Linked DNA regions of Mus musculus: region 1 is linked to region 2. A link is a contact called in public promoter capture Hi-C data. All regions are on one chromosome and are shown on one strand. Each heading gives the region's core, a stretch centred on a gene start, on an enhancer-like site or on the middle of the called end of the contact. The rest is flanking DNA. Distances are from core to core; before and after follow the strand shown.

Region 1 (4,152 bases), core at 246-2,745, 600 kb after region 2:
GCCCTCTCCTTCCTGTGTAGCCTAACTAGGTCCCTTGAGAACCACTAAGGGAACACACACACTGTACGGATGGAAAATGTGCTGCCCAATAAGACTACCCAGCTGGGCTCCAGGCACAGAACTAAACCTAGCTCTCACCCCCCTACACCCCACCCCTGTCTCTTCCTCCAGAGAAGCCTGGTTCCCTTGCACCTAAGAATCACTAAGCCTTTCTTCCGTTCCCCACCCCACCCCCACACGGCACACTGAGCCTGCTCTATCCATTTTTCTGTGGTTTCTTGGCAGAGCAGGCCATCGCCCCTTAACCCACGGCTGCCCCTCCCTCAACCCCCCAGTTCCTTGAATGAGCCCATTCTGAGCAAGGCCGGTGCGTGGCTCTGACTCCAGACCAGCTTCCTATCCGAGATTCTTCTCCCTTCTGGCTTTCCAGCGAGGGTAGAAGAACAAAAATCCTTCTGGCAGGGTCTGTGGTGGTAAGGTGACAAGCTAGCTAGATGTGCCAGTGGCTTGATGGTGGAGGTAGGAGGAAAGGCAAGCCTTTTCTAGAGTGGGCCAGAGCGGAGCCAGCACCCCAGGGCAAACATCTGAGTATAGCTCCACCGGGCCTTTGAAACTCAGGGTTGGCTCTTGACTAAGGGCTCCCTTAAGCTCCTCTTGGCTTAAGTCAACACGCACTTGATGTCGCTTGCACCTCAGGACTCTTAGAAAGTCAAAACAGCTGCCCTCTCAATTTCAGCTTTCCAAATCCGCTGTTCCACGGGGGGGGGGGGGGCGGTCTAGGGAGGGCAAAGAGAGTCATCATCGTTCAAAGGCTTGCTTTGAAGTAGTGGCCCATTAGAGTGAGCCCAGGTCTCCTGATAAGGATCCTTGCATTGAAGAGGAAATTTCTCGGACGCCCTTAGGATAGGGAAAGTGCATTCCCAAGGAAAGTGCGCTCCAAAGAGGTCTGAGTTCAAGAGCTAATCCGGAAAGGACACTTTGGGAAGGTGCCAGGCGTGGAGGGAGATTAGGGAAGGAGGACCTGCATTTTGTTGGCCTTGCCAGAGGGGGATCGGAAAAGGTACTGCAGGTTAGACGTGGACACGTAGGCTGTTAAGACTTGTCCCCCTACGGGTTTTACGCTGGCTTCCCTGCAGACCCCTCGTTGCCCCCGGGCCCTTTGACTCACCTGAGCCTGCCGGACAGCTCAGAGGTGCGGCTACAGAGCGACGGGCCCAGCCTCCTGGGGAGTTGGACCAGGTAACGGCGGCGGCGTGGGCAGGTTGCCCTAAGTGGGGAATGCCAGACAGCCAGGGCGAGCCCAAGCGGCAGCTGCATTTAACCTGGAGCGGGAGGGTGGGGAGGGGGAGCGCGGGCTGCGACCCCTCCCACTGGCAGGAGCGTTCTCCCCCTTCCTCTCAACACTCGGGCCCCAGCAAGCACGGCGCCCCTTTTTCCTGCTGCTCTGGGAGCTGCAGGCGCGAGCTGCGGGCCGGAATTGGGCTACAGCTGGAGTCGGGCGGCGACACTCCGGGCAGCCGGAATGCTCTGGAATCCTACACGAGACACTTCCCAGAGGAGAGCCCCAAGAGGCGGAGCGGTCCTGACCGCCGCCTGCCTGGCCTGCCTGGGCTTCCAAGGACGCGCCCGACTCTTGCCCTCCTCTGTCCCTTCCTGGAGTGATGAAAGGCCGAGACTTGGTCCTGCCGTAAAGGTAAAAGGACTCAAAAGGACAGCCTTGGAGTTCCCAGCTCTCTTCAGGGCCCAACTTGCTCATTTCCCAAATAAAGACTCACCACAGACTCTTTTTCATGTGCTCCTTTTAATTGCGCAGGCTTTGAGAGAACCCATCCTCATTTGTCAAACTCTCGGACTGATAAGCAACAGACCCCAGAGAGCTGACCCGTGCTACACTCAAAGAAAAGAAAACCCCCGTAGCATTAAGCCAAGGGTGTTGTTTGGGCATCAGAAAGACTCAGATCCGCCGCCTCCCCCCCACCCCAATCCTGGTAATGCAGTTTGGAGCCTTGGTCACATTTTCACCGGTGCATGTGCCTGCTCGAATTGAGGTTGTGCTCCGGACCTGGAGCTGGCAAAGGCTGTTTCCCCTTATGAGTTGAAAGCTTAATTACTATTTCCACAAAGCCCACCTCCATCTGAGAACCAAATGTAGGGTTTTAAACACAGCTATTCCACTTGGCCCCAGACTACAACAGCCGGGAAGCCACCCACACAGTGTAGCACCTGGGTGATCCTGGTGAGGTCTGTGCAGGGTTCTTGGAACACAAATATTTAGCTCATTTCCCAAGTCCTTCTTCCCCCAGATCCCTTGGAGGACATAAATCAACCCCATCTCCAACTTCAGCTCACTCAGCTTCAGGGGTGGGCTTTGTGCCAACTCAACCCTTGACTCTCCTTCCTGTGGCCCCGTGGGCCCAACCCCCATTCCTAGGTCACCCCCAGAGCATGCCATCATCCTAAGAGAAGGTGTGCGCACATGCCTGCAGCAAAGATGTGAGCAGACTGTGTGGATCCTGCATGCCAAGGTGGCTCAGAAATCCTATGGAAATGAGAAGCGGTAGGTGGCTCCCTACCCCGACCCAGGTCTCCACAGCCTTCAGCCCTATGCCTCCCTCCAAACCCACCACCATTTAGCTTCTTTGACATCTTGGAGGCCTCAAGGCTGACACCTCAGCCATTGTTCAGCCAGGGTCCTGTTCCCCAGCCAACAACAGCTGCCTACTGGGATCTAGAGCAGAACTTGACAGTGGCTGTCAGATCCCCACATCCCCGACCAGTATCCATTCATTCTGCTGCGTACTACATGTCACGCACCAGGGTCACTGCTGGGCACTAAGCCTCCAGCTGGACCAGGCAGATACAGCCTCTACTTCCATGGCATCTCCATTCTGGTAGGGGACATGCAGTCACCTCCCCACAAGCCAGCAAACAAGGTATTTCAGATTGTGATGAGAGCCAGAGAAAAACAGAGTGGAGTCACATAGTAGACCAAAGGGGATACCTTAGCTTGAAAGGTCAAGGAGGTCAAAGGGCTCTTTAAGAAGTGACATTGGAGCTGATGTACCAGTGCTGAGATAGAGCCAGGCATGGGAAAACTCCAGGAAGCATTCTAACTGGAAGCAATAGAAAACGCAAGGACCTCAAGGCTATATACTCAGTACTGTAAGAGGATGAAAGGGGGAGACTGGTCAGAAGAGGGGGACGTTAGAGAAGATGACAGGAGAAGCAGTGTCCAGGTCATGTGAGGATTTGGGATTTTAAACCACAAGGGATGTTGATAAGAGGACATCACAATTTGATTCATTTTCATTATTATTAATAATATCGTTTATTTTGTTATATTTTGGGGGGGATAAGACAGACTCTAACTCTAGCTCAGGCGGAACCTATACCAATCCTCCTGCCTCAGAGGCCCCATCCCTTCCGTACTGGGTTTAGGATTACAAACGTGAGCCACCACACCCAACTTAATTTAACTGTTACTTCTTTCCAGATTATTTATGTATTTTATATATGTGTGTGTATTTTGTCTACATGCATGCCTGTACACTAGAAGAGGGCATTGGATCCCATTACAGATGGTTGTGAGCCACCATGTGGTTGCTGGGAGTTGAACTCAGAACCTCTGGAAGAGCAGCCAGGGCTCTTAACTGCTGAGCCGTCTCTCCTACCCCTTGACTGTTATTTTTGTTGTTGATGTTGGTGGTGGTTCTGGTGCTGGTGGTGATACTGGTGCTGTGTGGATGTATAGATGCCACGATTCCTGTGGAGGTAAGAGGATAATGTGTGCAGTTAGGTGTACAGTTGGTTCTCTTCCTCCTTTTGATGGGTTCTGGGCATTGAAGTCAAGTTATCATGCTTGCCTCAGCAAGCCTTTTATCCACTGAGCCACCTGTTACTTAAGAACTAATCTGGGGCTGGAGAGACTACTCAGGGTTAAGAGCACTGGTGGCTGCTCTTCCAGAGGACCTGAGTTCAATTCCTCGCAACTACTTGCTGGCTCACAACCATCTGTAATGGGATCTGATGTTCTCTTCTGTCAGATGGTCTCTTCTGCCATGCAGGCATACATGCAAATAGAGCTCTCATATCCATAAATAAATTTTTTAAAGTAATCTAGTTGCTGTGTGAAAAACAAACTAAAAGAGGCAT
Region 2 (3,985 bases), core at 518-3,017:
AAACACTAGCACCTGGGGATCAGGGACAGATAGATGCTGGAGGCCAGCGGGCCAGCCAGTCTCATTGAAGCAAGAAGCTCCAGATCCAGTGAGAGACGTGGAGAAAATGACAAATGGAGAATAATAGAGAAGGACACAGATGTCAACCTCTGGCTTCCACACATGTGGGTGTGTATACCCAACATACGTGTGTGTGTGTGTGTGTGTGTGTGTGTGTGACTGTACACATAGCATGACATTTACTGGCTTGACTTTCTGAGTTTTCAGGAGTTGAACTCAGGGCCTCACCCACGGGGAGAGTGTGCTATGCCCTGAACTATATCCCAACTCATCTTAACATTTTTAAAAGCACAGTTCAGTGGCATTGAGTACCTTGTGTGCAGCCCCCCCCCCATCATCCACCCACAGGACTCCTCCCCCTACAAAACTGAAACTTTGTATCCATCAAATAACAACCATCCCTCTGTCCTCAACGAGGGCCTGGCAACTGTGTTTTTGATCTTTGTGAACTGGGCTCCTTTAAATACTTCTTTTAACTGCACTCATCCAGTGTTTGGGGGTCTTTTGTATGTGACTAATTTATTTCACTTAGCAGAATGTTGTAGCACTAGTCAGAATTTCCCTACTTTTCAAGACAGAGTAATGTTCCGTTGTACAGACATACTACATTTCGATTATCCATTCAATGGCCACTGGGCATTTGGGTAGTTTCTGTGGCTTAGCTGTTGTATATAGTTTTAAAAAAAACATTTGAAATCAGTGTGTGTGTGTGTGTGTGTCTGTCTGTCTGTCTGTCTGTCTGTCTCTGTGTGTGTCTCTGTGTGTCTGTCTGTCTGTGTGTCTGTCTGTGTGTGTGTGTGTGTGTATGTGTGTGTGTGTGTGTGTCTGTCTGTGTGCCTGTCTCTGTGTGTGTGTGTGTGTGTTTGTCTGTCTGTCTGTCTCTGTGTGTGTGTCTATGTGTGTGTGTGTGTGTGTGTGTGTGTGTGTGTGTGTGTGTGTGTGTGTGTAGGGCAATGCCCAAGAAGCAAGTGGAGTCCAGGCCACCAGGCTTGGGTTCTAGCTTGCTATGCAGCTTTGAGTAGGTAGGTAAGTTCCTGACCTGACACCAGCTGTTCTCATCTTCCTGCCTACCCTGGGCAGTGTGCCAAGGCCAACTGAGACCGCAGTGTGAAAGTTCTCAGCAAAGAAGCCACCACCACAGTGGGGGACTGTTATTGTTATTGCTTAGTGGGTGAGAGGCCAGTGGCTTCCCAGAGGCGTGAATCATTCCTGGTGGGATTCCAGGCACCAGGAGAGGCTGTTCTGGGCAACAAAATCCAAATTCCACACGGAGCAGGGGCCCTGACCCTGAGTCCTTGGGTGAGCCACACCCTCTCTTCTGGGCCACTGATGCTATGAAGAAGAGTCTGTGAATGTCAGAAGCATCCCAGTTCTTAGGAACAGAGCCTCCAGCTCTGCTGCTAGCTATTAAGGAGGTTCAGAGAGGGTGATACGTCTGCCCAGAGCTGCAAAGCCAGAGGGAATGGGCTGGATGGGGAAACCTGAGACACACTCATGTCTCACTGGCTTTTACTTGGAAGTAAGGAAAAAGGCTTCAGAGGTGGAATCTAGAAAGTCACCATGGAGCAAGAAGAAAGAGCAGCCTCCTGTCCCTAGAAGCAGGTCTGGTGTTCCTTTGTGTTTCAGGGACATGGGTCTGAGGACTGATCACAGCCATATGTTAACATTCCCACATCTTGGTTAACATGGAGACTGCTCAAAACCACAGTAACGTGATTGAGCCCTTCCCACATCCGTGGCACAGAGCTGAGCTGTCACACAGAAACTCACACGCCAGCTCTTCTGTGAGCCTGGAACCGGTATGCCGCTGTTCAAAAGCCCTAGATCCTTAGCTCAAAGACATTTCCAAAGTCATAAAATAAGAACAGGCAAGAGCTTTGATCAGACCCTGGGCAGGGGCCTGTGAAATGTGTTCACAGAACACATGCCCTGTACCTCCTCAGAGCTGTGGCATCTGCGCTCTGTGCCCACTGTCCAGGAAGGACAATCAAGGCTTAGAACAGCTTTGTGATGTGTTGGCCAGAGTGGGCAGTTGGGATGAGGACCTACCATGTCAGGGCTGGCTTTTGTCTGGTGCACGGGATTTGAGAAAGAACGCTGTGCCTGGGAGTGTACAAAGCCAGGGCAGATCAAAGCTTGGAGGTGCAGGGCAGGAGGGCAGGGGGACAGGATCTGAGTGCCACCCACTGCTTGGTGACATCCAAACATCAATGCTTGGGGTACACTGGGGTGCTTACCATAAAGACAAAAGGCCAAAACTACACTCAGAACTCTATGCTTAATAATAAAGCCACAGCCATTTGGAGCTTGACCTGTAATAACTTAACATAAGAGCTGCTGAGTTCTTTTTAATTTTTAAATTACATTTAAATTAATTTATTTTATTTTATTTATCGGGGCTCATGCCATGGTTGGTTTTCTCTTTTAAGAATTGGGTCACAGGAGCTGAAGACAGTGAAGCTTGGTGGTGGGCACCTAGAGCCACCTTTAAATGCTTTCAAAGAAAATTAATTTGGACTGGAGAGATGGCTCAGCAGGTAGGAGCACTTGCTTGCTGTTTTTGCAGAAGACTCAAGTTTGGTTCTCAGGACCCATGTCAGATGGCTCACAACCCCCTGTAACTTTTTTTTTTTAAAGATTTATTTATTTTATATATGAGTACACTGTAGCTGTACAAATGGCTGTGAGCCACCATGTGGTTGCTGGGATTTGAACTCAGGACCTTCAGAAGAGCAGTCAGTGCTCTTAACCACTGAGCCATCTCTCCAGCGCACTCCCCACCCCCATAACTCTTGTCTCTAGATGAGCTAATGTCCTCCTCTGGCCTCTGTGGGTGCCTACTGACATGTGTGCATCTGCTCACACAGTCATACACACAGATAAATAAAAATAAAACAAATCTTAAGAGCTTTTATTTTTAGCTTAGGTGTGCATGCATGTATGTGTTCCTGTGTGAGCAGATGCACATATGTACAGTCGGTCATGTGTTCGTGTGTGTGTGTGTGTGTGTGTGTGTGTGTGTGTGTGTGTGTGTGTATGGGTGTGGTGTGTGTGCGCACGTGCATGTGAACTCCAAGTGTCAATCCTTGGGAGCTATCCACCTTGGTTTCTGAGACAGGTCTTACTGAGACCTGAGGTTTGCACATTTGGTTATAGGCCGGCTGGCTAGTAGGTCCCAAGGATCCTCTGGTCTCCTCCCCTAGTCCTGAGATTGTAGGGCTATACCACCTTAGCCAGCCTTTTAAATCTAAGATACAGGGGTGTAAGCTAAGTCCCTCCAAAGCAGGCAGAGAGCACTCTAGTGACTGAGCAAGTTCTTTATTGACTTCCCAGACTTGATTTCTAATGACCCATGGCTCCTTACTCAAATAGCAGGTCTCAAGAAAACAACCCCTGCTGTGAAATCCACTATTAAACAAGGGTGTGAGGTGCTCACCTGGACCCTCAGGTACGGGGCTTCTCCCAGTAAGAACAGTAACTTGTTGCTCTAGGAATCTCCACAGTGTGATGCTTTCCCCGACCTGGCCTACCCTCTTCTGCAGTGTCCTCCAGTAAGAATCTCCCTCGTGTCTCGTGTCCTGGTTAATTCTTTTCCCTTCCACATCACCAACCTTCCCTGTGTCATCTTTCACAGTGCGTTGGTGACCGGTAGTATCAAAAATGTCCCATGCTGCCTTTCCTGGACACTACTTATTCTGGTGTTTGTGGTGACAGGATGGGTGTTTCAGAGAGATCTGAGCAACTCTGGCTAGGTTAGCACCCTACTATAGCTTTAAAACTGCTGCCTATTGTCAGGCCACAAGCCTAGGGCGGGTGGGGGGACTCCTTTATGGCTCCATGGATCAGCCTATGAGAGCAAAGGCTACCTTCCTTCCTTCTGGAAACTGTAGAGAGGAGAGGAAACTGTACAGAGGAGGGTCCATGC

The links. Promoter capture Hi-C pulls out the DNA fragments that hold promoters and counts their contacts.
Region 1: a promoter capture Hi-C map of the 3T3-L1 cell line shows a contact between it and region 2, with 4 times the contacts expected there. The contact joins the promoter of Matn4 here to the enhancer-like site in region 2. A contact is called at or near these places in 4 of 39 promoter capture datasets (the 3T3-L1 cell line, 3T3-L1-derived adipocytes, the HPC-7 cell line and 1 more) and 1 of 9 other capture datasets (embryonic stem cells).

The regions. Positions count from the first base shown.
Region 1 is chr2:164,403,323-164,407,474 of GRCm38.p6, forward strand. Matn4 (matrilin 4) reads right to left here and starts at 1,496. Exons shown (of 11, transcript NM_013592.4): 1 at 1,169-1,496. Rbpjl (recombination signal binding protein for immunoglobulin kappa J region-like) reads left to right here. Exons shown (of 12, transcript NM_009036.1): 2 at 1,137-1,239; 3 at 2,432-2,557.
Region 2 is chr2:163,799,819-163,803,803 of GRCm38.p6, forward strand. No RefSeq gene overlaps it. Among named protein-coding and RNA genes, the nearest start is that of Ccn5, 19 kb to the right of the region's middle. Within about 2 kb of position 1,768, at least 85 of the 459 cell types and tissues checked have an H3K27ac peak or open chromatin away from gene starts, as enhancers often do.